Regions from separate parts of the Dromaius novaehollandiae genome. Here region 1 is linked to region 2. A link is a contact called in public Hi-C data. All regions are on one chromosome and are shown on one strand. The core of a region is the stretch at or near the end of the contact, and the rest is flanking DNA. Distances in the headings are between cores, read along the strand shown. Region 1 holds the start of KCNH1 (potassium voltage-gated channel subfamily H member 1). Region 2 overlaps KCNH1 (potassium voltage-gated channel subfamily H member 1).

Evidence for each region. Hi-C and Micro-C count contacts between places; a contact is called where the count stands out from the background.
Region 1: a Hi-C map of liver shows a contact between it and region 2, with 6 times the contacts expected there. The contact joins the promoter of KCNH1 here to the enhancer-like site in region 2. A contact is called at or near these places in 2 of 4 Hi-C or Micro-C datasets (brain and liver).

What each region holds. Positions count from the first base shown.
Region 1 is chr3:102,795,910-102,803,414 of bDroNov1.hap1, forward strand. It overlaps KCNH1 (potassium voltage-gated channel subfamily H member 1), which reads right to left and starts at 6,205. Exons shown (of 12, transcript XM_064509627.1): 1 at 6,096-6,205. The coding sequence starts at 6,168.
Region 2 is chr3:102,656,782-102,663,547 of bDroNov1.hap1, forward strand. The region is part of intron 10 of KCNH1 (potassium voltage-gated channel subfamily H member 1); the gene reads right to left. Among named protein-coding and RNA genes, the nearest start is that of KCNH1, 140 kb to the right of the region's middle. Within about 2 kb of position 5,295, at least 2 of the 2 cell types and tissues checked have open chromatin away from gene starts, as enhancers often do.

The DNA of each region.
Region 1 (7,505 bases), core at 4,955-7,454, 140 kb after region 2:
CCATCAAGAGCCTTAAAAGCATTTGACAAGACCTAACTCTCTGCTCACTTTTAGCTTTCTGAGTAACAAAAATGCATTAACAAATTCTCCAATTAATGGATTTCACTGAGATTTGTTTTATGATCTTGTTCCAGTATTTAACGCAGAAATAGATTGATAGGTTGAATTATCACAGTAGAACTTCTTGTGCTTTCAGAACATTAATTTTAAAACACATATCAAACACCTGTATTGTACTTTTTTCTTTACTATAAAAGCCATTTTAAGGAAATCAGGTCATATATTTCTAAATGCATAAAGATGCACAAACAAAATTAGAAGCTCTTGGCCTAATAACAGCCAGCAAAGGAACATTTTACATTCAACTCGAGCAATATTGATAAAAAAAAAAAATGTCATACACATTTTGATGTATTGACCAATTGCATGAAAAGCACAGTGTCTCCTTAGTTGTTCACTCAGAAAAGGAGGAAGATCAGGAAGAAACAAAACCCTTTTCTTTGTTTCATTCTCAGTTTGTGAAAGCATCCCTAACACTGAGCCTACAAGTTGTCCCCTTGTGGTCTATGACGGTCTGCTGCTTGCATGCCCAAATGCATTGATTTAATCAGTGCTAATAAAAAACCCCACACTCATGGACTTTATCTGGATAAAGATGTTTCTAGAGGGAATTCTGAATACACAAGAGTCTTGTAGGATTAGATACAAAAGGAGATGGACGCGAGTACTTCATTGGTTCATCCATCAGATGCCAGATTTGTAGAGGATAAAATTCACTCTGCACAGGGCAAGCCACAGTAACGCAAGAGAAACAAAATCTTCCACTACGACCAATCTGTACATACAACACCATTTTATTACTGACCCAGCAGTTTTCCGTGCAAGCTGAGGCTTTGGCCACATGCTTTCTGTGCAAGATAAAAATGTTCTCTAGGCCCAGACCCCTCTAAACATTTACATTGATTTTTTTATGCTGAAATTAGCGCACTGAAGTCAAGTGATGGTCAAGAAAAGATGGATGAGACTCTAAACTGGCAGCAAGGGGCAGAAAACCTCCTGGATGTCTGCTCCAGCCTTCCAAGTCAGCCCATCTGGGAGCCTTAAAGAGTTAGGATAGTTTAACCCAGACACTGCATCTCATAAGGAATACATCAATATTGCCCTTCCCTGCGCACAGTTAACTTTGTTTGCTCAGTAGTTTTACATCCAAAACAATCACTAAAACGTTTCCCTATTCAACAGAACCTTGCTAGATCACACTGGGACTTAATTTACCTGCAGCACAAGACTTCTGAGCTGGTCCTCTCCAAAGACTGAATTTCACCCAACATTGGTTGAAGACCCAGTGTACATTACGGAAATTTGTGAACTGGCAGAAAGCCGAATATATTCCATCAAGAAGGAAGAGACAAGCTTATTGCACCCCAAAACATGTTTGCTTATTTCAACAGCAGCAGTTCTGTTTTCATTATGAAAATACTTTCTTACTGACTGATGTTATTCACTGAACATGTTGGTAAGTAGTACCTCAGCCGTGCCCAAGACCTGACTACCCTAGGCACCCTTCTTTACTTTAAGACTCAGTGACTCCTACAAATGGCAGAACTCCAGTCTACAACTAAAGCCATTCTAGATGTGTCTACTTTGCATAGGTAAGAGCGATGCAGAGCTTGTCACATTGATATTAGTGTGTCCTACTGCTGTAACAACTCAGTAGTCTGAAAGTGATTAGACCTACAACACCTAAGATAACAAACCTCATCTTTTGGAGAAACATGCCTACACTGCTTCCAGACCCAAACTGACTTAGCTGCAGCCAGGTCTGTGCCTCCACATGGTGCTCCTCACTGCTTTCGGTTCTGCAGTGAAAGCAGGCAGAGCCAAGCTGCAGCAGACACAGCGCTGTCAGGTTAAGGATTGGTTATCAACACTTCATTTAAATGAATACTTTATTCAAGTGCAAAAATATGAAAATACAACTCAGTTTAGTTTCTCACTCTGTATGTCAGTTTCTTTTGCATTTCCCTCTAGCTGAAGACAAAAGCAGGTTGTTCACTTTCAGAGCTGTTTATAAGGAACGAACTTCTCTCATAGGCCTCAGACAAGGGTACAAGATTGGGAGGGCCAGGCTGCAGAATGTTTATTGTACTGGGACTTTACAGCCTCCACTGGAAGCAATGCCATAAACCATGAAAACAGCAGCTGTTCTCAGGATCTGTGTCTGAAAGTGCTTTTTCTTTCCTTCTACAGGGGACCCACCTCATTCTCCAAAGGGTGCAGGTTTGCTTCCACACCTGGTGTCTCCTTAGGGTGTTCTTAGTGGAAGCAAGACATTCACACAAGCCCTATACCCTCAAACTTGCCCTTCCTCCAGCCTCCTTGTTTGATCAATAAACAAGAAAAATGCCTGCGACTTCCACTGAAATTCCAAAGCTGTGCAAACACAAGGCCTGGTTTTGTCATCCTTCCATACGAAAAATTCTCATGCATCTCAGGGGGAATTTTGACCATGGAAGGACTGCAGAATCCAGACAGCAATTACGTAAACCTAAAGTATTTTTGACTCCAATTATTGATAAAGCATTAAATATCACATAAAATTAGTTTTCTCTATAACTTACTGCATCATTTGAATTGAGTACCTTGGCCATGAATCAAGATTATAACTATTATTGTTATAGTGCTTTGTATACTGTTGGGTGTATTACATTACCCGAGGACATTAGTATCACATTAGCAGTAACCATCAGGGGCTAGTGATTCTTTACATACTGCACTGTTTTACAGCCTGGACTCATTTTTTGTCCCATTCATGTTCTAGTCTTTAAATATTTCAATGCTTCAAACAAATTTTTGTCAACCAAGCAGTACACGCAACATTTATTTTTCTAATTCTACACAGTTGGTTAAAAAAAAAAAAAAAGCTTTTAAATATTAAATACAAGGCAAGCAGGATTACAGTGTCCCAGTTCCTTCGGATTTTTTCTCCAGACTTTCTACAGGATGTTGGAGATGCTCGTTCCAAAGAAGGAAGAACGTTATTACACTCACACTCCATCCAACATATCTTCCTGTGAGGTGAAATAACAGAGGACCAGATGAGGTCCACAGGTCTAAGCTGATGAAACTTTACATATCCTTTCCCATGCGCGCTGTCTTCAGGCTATCCCATCCCAGAAGCAATTCAAGGATGGACGGAGAAATTCTTAATTCCTTCTTTACTTCAACATGGGGAAAGGAAATACACTGCAGCTTCTAACTGTAACATAGTCCTCTGGCTGGCATTTAGTGAATGAGAACCTAAGGAACCAGTGGTCTCTCTCAGTTTATTTGCAACCTAAGGAGAAGCTCTTGCCCCTAAAAACTCTTCAGGAGACAATTCGGACTATGGGAGTTTGGAGCATATCTTGCTGCAGATGGTGCAATATAAATATGAACAAAATTCTAACCCTAAGGGAAAAACTCTCAACCTCTCATGTAAGCATGCTTACATACGCTATTACCTTTAGCCATTAATCATCTTGCCAGTCTCACATCTAATATAAAATGCTGTCCAAAGAATTACTTGCTAAATTACTGGTAAAAATGGCATAATTAGTGTTGTCTTTAGAGTAGTGCTTCCGAAAGTGGTTGCATGCCAATTACTTTATTACCATAAGGCCCCTTTCACTGAGTTAACCCCCCCAGTGTACAACACATAGCAAGAGAGTGTTTTCTGCAGTTCATCTGCAACTGTGATGGATGTACAAGTACCACACGTAAAACACTTGTCCAGTATCAGTTTCAGCTCTATGACTAAATTCCTCTCCTTCCATAGGAGAAAGGGAATCCTCCTCAAAGTGGGAATATTCATATATCCATATCAATTTAATATCTGTTGGCACTACCTAACTTGCAGGTGCCAGAAAATACAATTTGACAACAAGCCCATAGGAGAAAGGGAATCCTCCTCAAAGTGGGAATATTCATATATCCATATCAATTTAATATCTGTTGGCACTACCTAACTTGCAGGTGCCAGAAAATACAATTTGACAACAAGCCCAAGGTTTATTTGGCAAATCCCAAATGACCTAGAGAGTTTCACTGTGGGTCACATTACTACCCAATTGAATGAAACCGAGAAGGAGGAGCCAAACCTCAAACTTTACAGGCCCATTTAAGCGCTCCTCCTGTGGGCATCCCAAAGGCCAAGTAGGCTGGCCAAGAAGAAAGAGGCAACAAGGAACTGGAACGTCTCCATACTGCCCCCATGCTGACCAACACAGTCAAGCCAGATGCAGAGAGAAAGGAGGCTACATTGAAAGAGATGAAGGTTAGAAGAGGCTGAAGGTCCCACATTTGAACTGATTCATAGAGCAATTTTATGTGATGCCATCGCATTTACAACACAGCTAGACTGGGCCCAGCAAAAGCTAGAAGGCACATTATAGAAGGAATGGGCTTCTAAACCTGACTCACTTCCCAAAGCTTCTCCTAATACGTCTGAACTGTGCATCACTTCCTATCAGACTTAATCTAAAAACTTGTACTTATTACAGCCCTCAGGACTTGCTGAGCATTTGGAAACTGAGTGCTGCCGTTTTACCTGTGCCGTCTAGCACCAGGCTCTGTTATGACACAGTCTTAATAACCAGGGAAGAGGGGGAAAAACAGAGCATAGCTACTACTGCATGACCTTCCCCCCCCCCCGCCCCCATCTCTAGCCCTCAACTGATTTGTTGAATTAAGCTCTTAGCACTAAAAGTCAGTGGAGAAATTTGGTTTTTAACGAAGAAAATTATTCACAAACCCAAGGCAGCTAGAGAAAAGCATTAGATAACTGGTGTTGGAAGATCAGAGGAACAGTCTGCATGTAATGAAATGCAACATTTCATTTTACAAAGCAGACGGCAGGATTCACCATAAGGATGGCTGGTATTTTTTCAGACACGCAGTTTTCAACCCTTTCTATAGGAAAGTTGGGGAGGAAAACAACCTATATATGGAGTCTTGCAATTCTATGTGAAAATATGTTCGTCTTGGTTTTTATCAAAGGCTATTTCTCCAATAATAGCCCATAATTAAAAAAAAGACTTGCAAACCATCCTTTGCAGTCCTTTGATAATTTGAGGGTTTAGCTGCTTAACAAAAGAGTTGTCTTTGCCTTATCAGAACAAAATTGACTATGTTTTTTTAAATAATTAAGTCATCTTGTCTTGCCTTCATAAGGAGCTTGATCCTGCATATTCTTCATCACACCATAAGTTCTTAATCCCTTAAGTAACCCCATTGAAGTCAACGGAAGCATTAAAAATGGCAGAACTTGGGCTCAGAGCTCTAAGAAATGCACATGCTTAGGTTTGAACAGATGCATAAATGCCCTCACGGTCGCAGGCTTACTGAGGGAGCAGCTTTTGCTAAGTCTCCAAGCGAAAGAATCTGGATAACATTAATGTCAATTTGCATGCAATTGTGAAATTCGAGGCATTTTCCACTCCACAGTTTTCCAAGAGAAAGACCTGGCTACAGCACACTAGCAAAAAATAAATAAGTAAGTAAATAAAAATTTATCTCCCCTCAGTCCTCAAAATGGCAAACTCTCTCTCCTCACTTATGAGGAACCTTTCCGTCCAACTCAGACGAGCAGCCCTCTCCCATCGCCCGGCGCCGGCTTTTCCCCTCCTAGAGACCATCTTGGATCTCCGCATCACCTCGGCGGCCCAACCCGCGCTGCCCTCGCCGCCACGGCCCCCGCCGGCGCCCCGCGTCCCCCGGCCCGGCCCGGCCCGGCCGCTGCCCCCGGGCGCCCCCCGGCAAGCCCGCCCGGCTGGAGGCGCAGCCCCGCCGAGCCGGCGCACCTGCAGCCGCCGCCGGCCGCCCCCCTCGGCGCACCGGCTCCCCGGGCGGCGGCGGCGGCAGGGGCTCCCCGCAGCACTCGGGCAGCGCAGCCCGGCAGCGGCTCCGCTCCAGCGGCACCGCCTCGGAGCGGCCGGGGCTCAACGCCCCTCGGCGCGGGGGCGCCCCGCGGGGAGAGCGCCTCCCGCGCCGCGCCGGTTCCCCGGTCCCTGCCCGGGGCTGGGGGCTGGGGGGCAGCGGCGCCCGCCCCCGCTCACCGTTAGACCGCCGCACGATGTTCTCCAGAAACGTGTTCTGGGGCGCCACCAGCCCCCGCCTTCCCCCAGCCATCGTCGCGCTGCGGGAGCGCCGCGCCCGCACTCCGCTCAGGGCCGCGCGACGCCGCGCTCTGCCGCTGCCGCCCCGCGCCCCGCGCGCCTCATGCCTCCGCCGGAACCGGCACGGCTGTGCGGCATCAGCCCGCCCGCCGCCTCCCGCGCACCGCAGCCTCGCCGCCGCCGCCGCCGCCGCCGGACCTCCCCGCAGCGCTCCCTGCCGCCCGGCGCCGCGTCGCCGCCCGCCGCAAGGCCGGTGCGGCAGCGCCATCGTCTGGCGGCGGCGCGGCGCCCGCTGAGGGCCGGGAGCGGGCGCGCGAGGAGCGGCGGGAACGGCGCCCCAACGGCCGCGGGGCCAACGGCCGCGGGGCCTGGGCCCTCGCGGCGGCCCCGAGGGAAGCCTGCCCGCGCGGGGGGCAGCGGCCCCTCCTGCAGCACCGGCGGCGCCCAGGCGCCAGGGCCTCCGGGGCTAGGTGCGACGCGCCGTGAAGCAGCAGAGGTTTCCCACTCCAGCTGACTCGGGCCTGCTGCTGGTGACTGCCTCTGTCATCCCACCTTAGGTTTGGTTCTTTCCCAAGATGATTTTTTTCAAAAGGTTACTAAGTGTTACGTGGTCAAACCAGTAACAGCTCAGTCAATGTGATAAAGTATTTAAATATAACCTTTGACAGGTCTTAACATCTTTGATGTCTCTGAAATGTTTAATTTACAAAGGTTTTTCCTTCAGGGATTAAACTGCTTTGTTCTTTCCCCTTTACCAATCTATCAGTAAATGGGAAATACTCAGATCTTTTTAACAACAGGCTTTCTTGCTGCTGTTGGCAGTGACTTGCTGTAATGCCTCATTAAGTGCAGTACCTACAGACTTTGCATCTCAGGGCATGTCCAAGACAATAATATACTTTTGTGTGATCACGTAGGGGAAAAAAACATGATTTTTACAATACTAGCAAATAAAGCAAGACCAGGACAATGGTCCACAGCCACCCAGGCATTTTAATTGCTAGCAGCATCCCAAACAGAGCCCGCGCTCTCCCTGACGGCGCTCAGGCAGAGGTCAGAGCACCGCCGAGACCACCACGGCTGGCCTGAGCGCAGCCGCGCTGTTTGGGGACGCAGGAGCATTCAGCTCTGCAAATGAGCTGTGCCGCGCCATGTGGTGTACGGCCCGGGAAGGGTCTCAGGGCCCTTCGGTTTAGCCAGGCAGACTGGCCTGTGGCTATAACCGAAAGATGATGGCATGCAGCCGCCGTATCTTGGAGAGCTGAGGGGTGGAAGAGCTCTGCGGTTATTTTACAGGCAGGTGACAACTTCACTGCAGCATGAGCTACCCGTGAGTCCCAGAGTGTCCCA
Region 2 (6,766 bases), core at 4,045-6,544:
AGCAAATGACAGAAACGAATGGGAGAAGGAAGAGCAGGAATTTGGGAAGAGCCTTATTGCCCGCTGCTGACAGGCTCTGCCTGGCTCACGGCTCTTTTGGCAGATCTAAGCTAGCATCAGACTTCTCTATAATTCCAACTATGTTCTACCTTTTCCACAAATTAAAGATTTAAAGGTAAAGCAAATCATTTATACTGCATTATCTTAATCTCACTTTTCCCTACCTTGAGAGATGCTCAGCACTGGGGCTTTAAAAAAAAAAAATCAAAGAGAATTATGACTATGCAAGGAAAACCATGGACTTCACTGTAGAAAAGTGAACTCAATTAAGCACCTGAAAACTGATATGAATGCTGAGCTGCTCCATTAAACTGAAGAACAAATGGAATAAAGTAAAACCAGGCTAAAACATAATTTTAAATGTCATGATGAGGTACATTTGGAAAAGAAACAAATTAAAGCCATTTCTGTTAACATCAATGACTTCAGTTCCACAGGAATTAGTCAGGCAAGTTGCCTATCCAAGTTCCCATCTCTACACTCTTAAAAGCTCTTAAATTCTAACAACATTGCAAGGGCCCGTGTTGCACACTGTGTACTACTGATAAAAGCCACTAATGTGATTTCAAACATCCTGCTAAGGGTGGAATGATCTCTCCCTTGTCCAGCACCAGCTCCTCTTTCAGAATTGCCTAACCTGGAAAACACACAAGATAATGCCACTAATTACTACTATCTGTGTAGTACTAAGAGTTCATGGAGGTTTTTAAAATCTACTTGGTTTATGAACTAGTTGAAAACAGTGTCTGCCAGACTATAGATAATTCTGAGATAAAGCAGACTTCTCTAAAGCATTACAGACCAGTATCTCCTGTGCGTAGTAAGTATGGGTAAGTCGAATTTATCAGCGGAGAAAACACAAGACTGTAGTAATGACAAAAGCCTCTCAACCAAGTTGGCTCTGCTCAGGTTTGTGGAAAGATCTCATCTACATATCAACATTCAAAAACATAAACTAGAATCACAGCAGCTTCACATTATATTATCTTTCATCCCTTTCATCGCTTGGTGGAATGGCAAAAGAAGAGATACACATGATACAAAGATCTAGGTTAATAGAAGTAATTTTTGTATGAATAAGTCCTTTGAGGTTTATCTAGAGGATACCATGGAGAGTGGCATTTAGAAGATGTATGTGCAAGAAGGAAAAAAGGGGCAAGTAAGAGTAGAGGTGGGAACCAAGGAGAAGTTGCTGTCATTATAGAGAAGTAGGGAGAGGAGGCTCAGGCGACAACATTGATGACGAATAATGTAGGGGGTCACCCACACCCAGGATCTCTAGCCTGCAATCTGAAACAGCTGGAGTATCTCAATAATCCAAACAGAATGTATTCCAGTGATACTCTAGGGGGGATACTAGTAATAATACAGGGCAGCACATAGCAGCCAAAGTCTTATATCTGGCTTCCTTATCATGCCTGGTGGGACAGCAAGGTGTTAACCATGCTGTACTCTGCACAGCCCTGAACGGCCAGGAACGCAGCCATCCTCCATCACAACTCTTCTACTCAGAATATTCCCCCAAAATGCTTGAAACAGCTTGTTCACTTCAGCTAACTCTCTTCGCTGTATTCAGCAGCTCACCAAAGCTCTGGTTTAACAACAGCTGAAGATGGTCCAATCTACTGTACATTTTGTACAATTTTTTTTGTAGCATTGTTGACAAAATAACTGGTTTGAATACTACTGACGGTAACCAAATTTAACTAATTCATTACAGATGTCATTTATTAGATAAGCATTTTGCTCTTGCATTATTAGATGCTTTTAGAACTAATAAATCAATTAAGAAACACAGCAAGCAGCTTTCTTTTTCAGTGCTGACGAGGTATGGATTCTGTTAATTTTATATGTCAAAACCTATCATTAAAGGAGTAGGCGTACTATGTATAATAAATATCCAGCCACCACCCCCTAATTCCAGTTTAATGTTTGTACTATGACACTGTTTTACATTTCAAGAAAAATAGGTTGAAAATTACCCTGGCTGTGATTGGTTATCTTGAAAGAAATGGGGGGGAAACAACTTTATATCAGTTTTTTTAATTTCATTCTTTATGGTTTAATAAGTCTACTTTATTTTCTGCAAGAATCTTTTTGTTCCTCACTGGAATGTTCTCATGGGATATTGGAAAACACACACACTGGCCAAACAATTCTAAGCAAGCTGTTAGAAAAAATGGCAAAAACACCGGGTTAAGTAACACGGTTCTAGAAGCACATTGGTATCCTATAGGGATACAGATGTTCATATTCTAGCAATATGCATTTTTTCTGAAAGAAAAAATTTAACCCAAACACTCAAAACTGTAGAGGAAAAAAGCAGAGTTTACTTTTTATAATAATATACTGAAGACTTACAATGCAGACCATGCTGGAAAGAAAGTGGTGCAAAATGGCATCACCACATTTTATGAAATATTTATATGCAAGCCCCTTGCTCTGTGCATTGGTTTCCATATTTATTTCAGACGAGTAGTTTCTTGTTCTTAAAAAACTGGTGTTGAACTCAGCTGTCAGTTAAACAACAACTTCTACACCAAGGAACACACTTCTGTATCAAAGACACTTTAAAATAACCTCAAAGAAATTGATACCTGTATCAGGAGTGCTCAGCTCCCCAGTACAATGTAATACAAGCAGAACGCTGATCTGCGGCTTCTGTTTCTGAAACTGTCAGTGGCATAACTCACAAGCAACCAAAAGAAACCCAGGCAATAAATGAGCCCACCATGAACATTTTATGATCATTTAAAAATTGAAATTGATCACTGAAAATATATCAGAGATGGTTCAAAAATATTGTTAAAATTAATTATCTTGAAATTAATTTGGGGAAGAGGGGAAATAGAACTTTTCATTTAAAAGATGCAGGAATGAAAACTTCTGGAAAAATGACCATAACTTTAAAAAATATTCTGAAGTTTAAGAAAATGTTCACCTTCATTTATTTCTTTTAAGATTTTTCTCCTGCTCCTTGTAAGATTTATGGAAGAAATCTGGGTTGCTAGTTTTTTAGGACAAAAGGGAGAATAACTAACATATGACAAAGTCTTTTGCTTTTAAGTGCTGGTTTTAGTGTTTTCCATTGCTACCACCATGGATGAACTGTATTTCTGGGCTCTGATATATCTTGATGTTAGTTCAGCCAAATGTGCGTGTTGCTCCTATATACGCAGCAAGCAACAAAGCAAAGTAGCCGCTAATCGTGATCACTGGTGACCATACTTTTGTGTAAAAAGCAAACAAGGGTGCTAAACTTTAAACACAACTAGATGCATTCATCATGGATAAGAATATGCCTGTGTCAAATGCCCAACAGCAGCACGGAAACAGATTTTATCTGCATTGGCCACCCTGCATATTTCATCCCCATGCCATGGAAATTGAAGTCCACATCTCCAATATGATTTTAGTTCTCTGAAAATACAATTCTGAACTGTACAGAGCTGTGATAATCCTATTTCAGTCTTCACTTATACAAAACGGGTAACATTGGCTGCCATCTCACTGTTAAAAATAGGAAAAGAACTATCTAACCACCTACTCCATTTCTAAGCCAATAAAAGGTTGTTTTTGTTTTTATTTTTTTACAGCATATTCTTCAACGATCTGTCCAGAACAGATGGGCGCAGTGACTTCCATTTATTTTGGGGTGCTTTTTCATGATCTAACACATGCCACCAGTAATGACCTAAGCAGCACCTGAAGTTTGTGTTTTGCTATCACAACTAATTTGTATAAAATAATGACACCCAGGAGGCTTCTTTGTTCTCACTGCACTTGCACTGAAATACACCAGACAAGGAAATTTCACCAACTAGCATGTGATATAGGAGCATATATCTATGTAGGAAATAATTTGACCTCCACAGAGTAACAGGCAGAAGTGCTTGTTCACAGGCACAATTGCTATTTGTGCAAAAGTGAACTGGGAGAAACCCAATAGCTGACATCTGCTGGCTTTGCACGACTCACTCAATGCTATTCACACAATTATCAACCAGTATGTTCATTTTTATTTCTCATTTCTCCCTGGAACTCATCTCTGGCCCAAACCAGAGCCACGTGAAAGATGACTTGTCCAGGGCAGCAGCATTTAGTCTGTGCATCAAATGTTGCATGCTTAGTTTTATCATACTGCTTTTCGTGAATATTCTCCGAATTATTCCAAACTACAACCCATCCTCTCTGCTGTCCTTCTAACCAGGGGATTTCCCCGCTAGCCATCTCACGATGAACAAAGCGCAAAAGGTTTGGTTAAAAGGTACTTTTCATAAAGTCTCTCAGCCTCCCTCAGCAATAGCGAACAAATCCGATTCCATCCACTGGCTCCATGGACAAACCCAGTCACATATTTTCAGCCATGTCGTGAGAAACAGGGTGGTTATGACAGTTTCGCAGGCTACAGTAAAAATGCTTTTTCAGTGGAAAAGCAATTTGAACATTTTAAAAGAAAAGAAATCGTATGTTCCGGAAGGAAAAATTCTTCTGAATTACAAAACAAGACCTCTGCTTTGACATACCCACTCATACTCCCCACTCAGACACCTCATCCTTCCGGTGGGAAGGAGGAAAAATGACTGAAGGTCAGCTAGGTAGTGTATTCCAAAACCAGATTAAAATATCCTTTCTTTTTAGTCTTTTAAAGAACCCAGGCATTACTGTAAAGTATTATAATGCCTACAGTCCTACTAGCTATGCTTTGAGTTCAAAATGGAGAAGTAAATTAATATAAACATAAATCTGAAAACAACAGCAGGCTCCAAAATTATTTTCTGCTATCCTGCTGACACACAGATTATTTGTTTTTAATTTCCACCCACAAAGCAGAAAGCAGTATGCTCTTATAGCATTTCTTACACGCATGTCCAAAATTCATGCCGCTCATTCCTCAGAAAAGCTTTGCGTTACCATCTCTTGTTTTTCCAAATGCCTCTGCTATGTGAAAAATAAATAGCTTCCCTACTCTAGAGCAGTATTCACTTAACATTGTGGTGCTAAATAAATATTAATACAAGACTAGACTCAGGCTCTCTTATTAGCATTAAGAGGTACCTTACTCTGCAAATATTCCCACTCTCTTTAACAGAGCAAGGTTTTACGCTAAAGTAGTAAAGGAGGCAGAGCCTGGCTCAGCCGGCAGCACCAGCTGCTCCTCTTCCCCTCCAGCTCAACCCGGTCGGCTCGGGCTCCCACACCACAACACCGCCGCCTCTGGGAGCGAGTGGATTTGGCCAGGAGGAGAGCACCGGACGGAGACGCCGCCGCGAGCTCCCGCCCAGCCCCACGCTCAGCCCTGCAACACACTGATGCCCAACAGCGTAAGCACGGAGCAGGCAGGGCCAAAGTCTCCAAAGGAAAGCACACACCTAAGCTGAACTCACTAAACATTCAGGTACAGGAACAGCAGGTCATGAATGTACACGGGCACCTACTTGCGCCGTTTTTTCTCTCAGATTACTAGAACAGAATCTAACAAACTCCCTTGCTTTTTGAAAAAAATGACAAAATATGATTTGGTGTTATCCAGGCTTGTAGCTGTTTACTCATCCATCCAATTTAGCTCACTGCATGTTCTCAGCTTGTAAAACATTCCCCTCTCTTCAAAGATTATTCTTAAACTCTTCAGCTTTGTGATACCTATGATATAACACCAAACATTAATGCTACTCTGTTCCATTTCTCCACATCAATATAACCTGAATATAAACTGACGCTTCTTTTGCTTTTGCTTTCTGGCAACTGATTTTTTTTGCTTTCTTGACTCCAGTCCACTATTTGTATTTTGACGTATACTGCATTGAAAGACTTGATTTTTTAAAAAGAAAATGTTCAAAGCTATTTACTAATATGTTACCTTCCATCCAACTCAAATACTGAATTTCTACTGAGCTTCCTTCAGTTTGTCTGCCTACATTTTTCTAGCAACAAGGCTGTCTGCAACTAAAAGCAATACTTTAGTTCAGCCCATACAGTTGCATACAATTTTTCTTCTCTGTATCTCCCATCTAGCAATGTTCCCAGATCTTCCTTTACATTTCTGTAGAGGAGTAGAGCTCTAGAGTTTGTTGAGCAGTCCTTTTTCTTAAATAAAGCAGATCTGACTTGCCATTTCCAGCTTTTCAAAATGCCACCTATCACTGAAGAAGCTCTGAAAAGATGAAATGTGTCTGTCTTCATGTGATTTCTTCCAGGGTTTGTGTTCATCATTATTTAGAGGCCCACTGGCCGAGAGACATGCCTTAATGTACACGTAGAGCACAATCATTTCTCTATGCCTATCTAGAATATTTGTCCTCTCAACTGGAGTTCTTACACTTTTCTTCTATGGAAATAAATCTGAACAACAACAGCTTAACGAATCACTCATCAATTTCCCTATATCATTTTAGTTCAACAATTTTTAAATGCTCACCCTCTGTGTACTTCCATAAAGTTCTAAATGATGAAACCTATTGAGAGTCACTAACTAAAAAATTCTCCCTACCTTCATTATATTTGTTATTGCAATCTAAAACATAATTAAGCCTCAGAACAGTTACTTCTCTGTGGAACAGATGGCACAGCTTTCCTATTTTACCTGTTTGCAAACTCAGTCAGAGAAAGGTCACAGTCTGCTTTTCCAAAGTGATCTCTGTTTTGACCATGTCCATTTTAGACCTCTGATTTGACACAGGTATGGCTACAGCTGCAGAAATGTCAC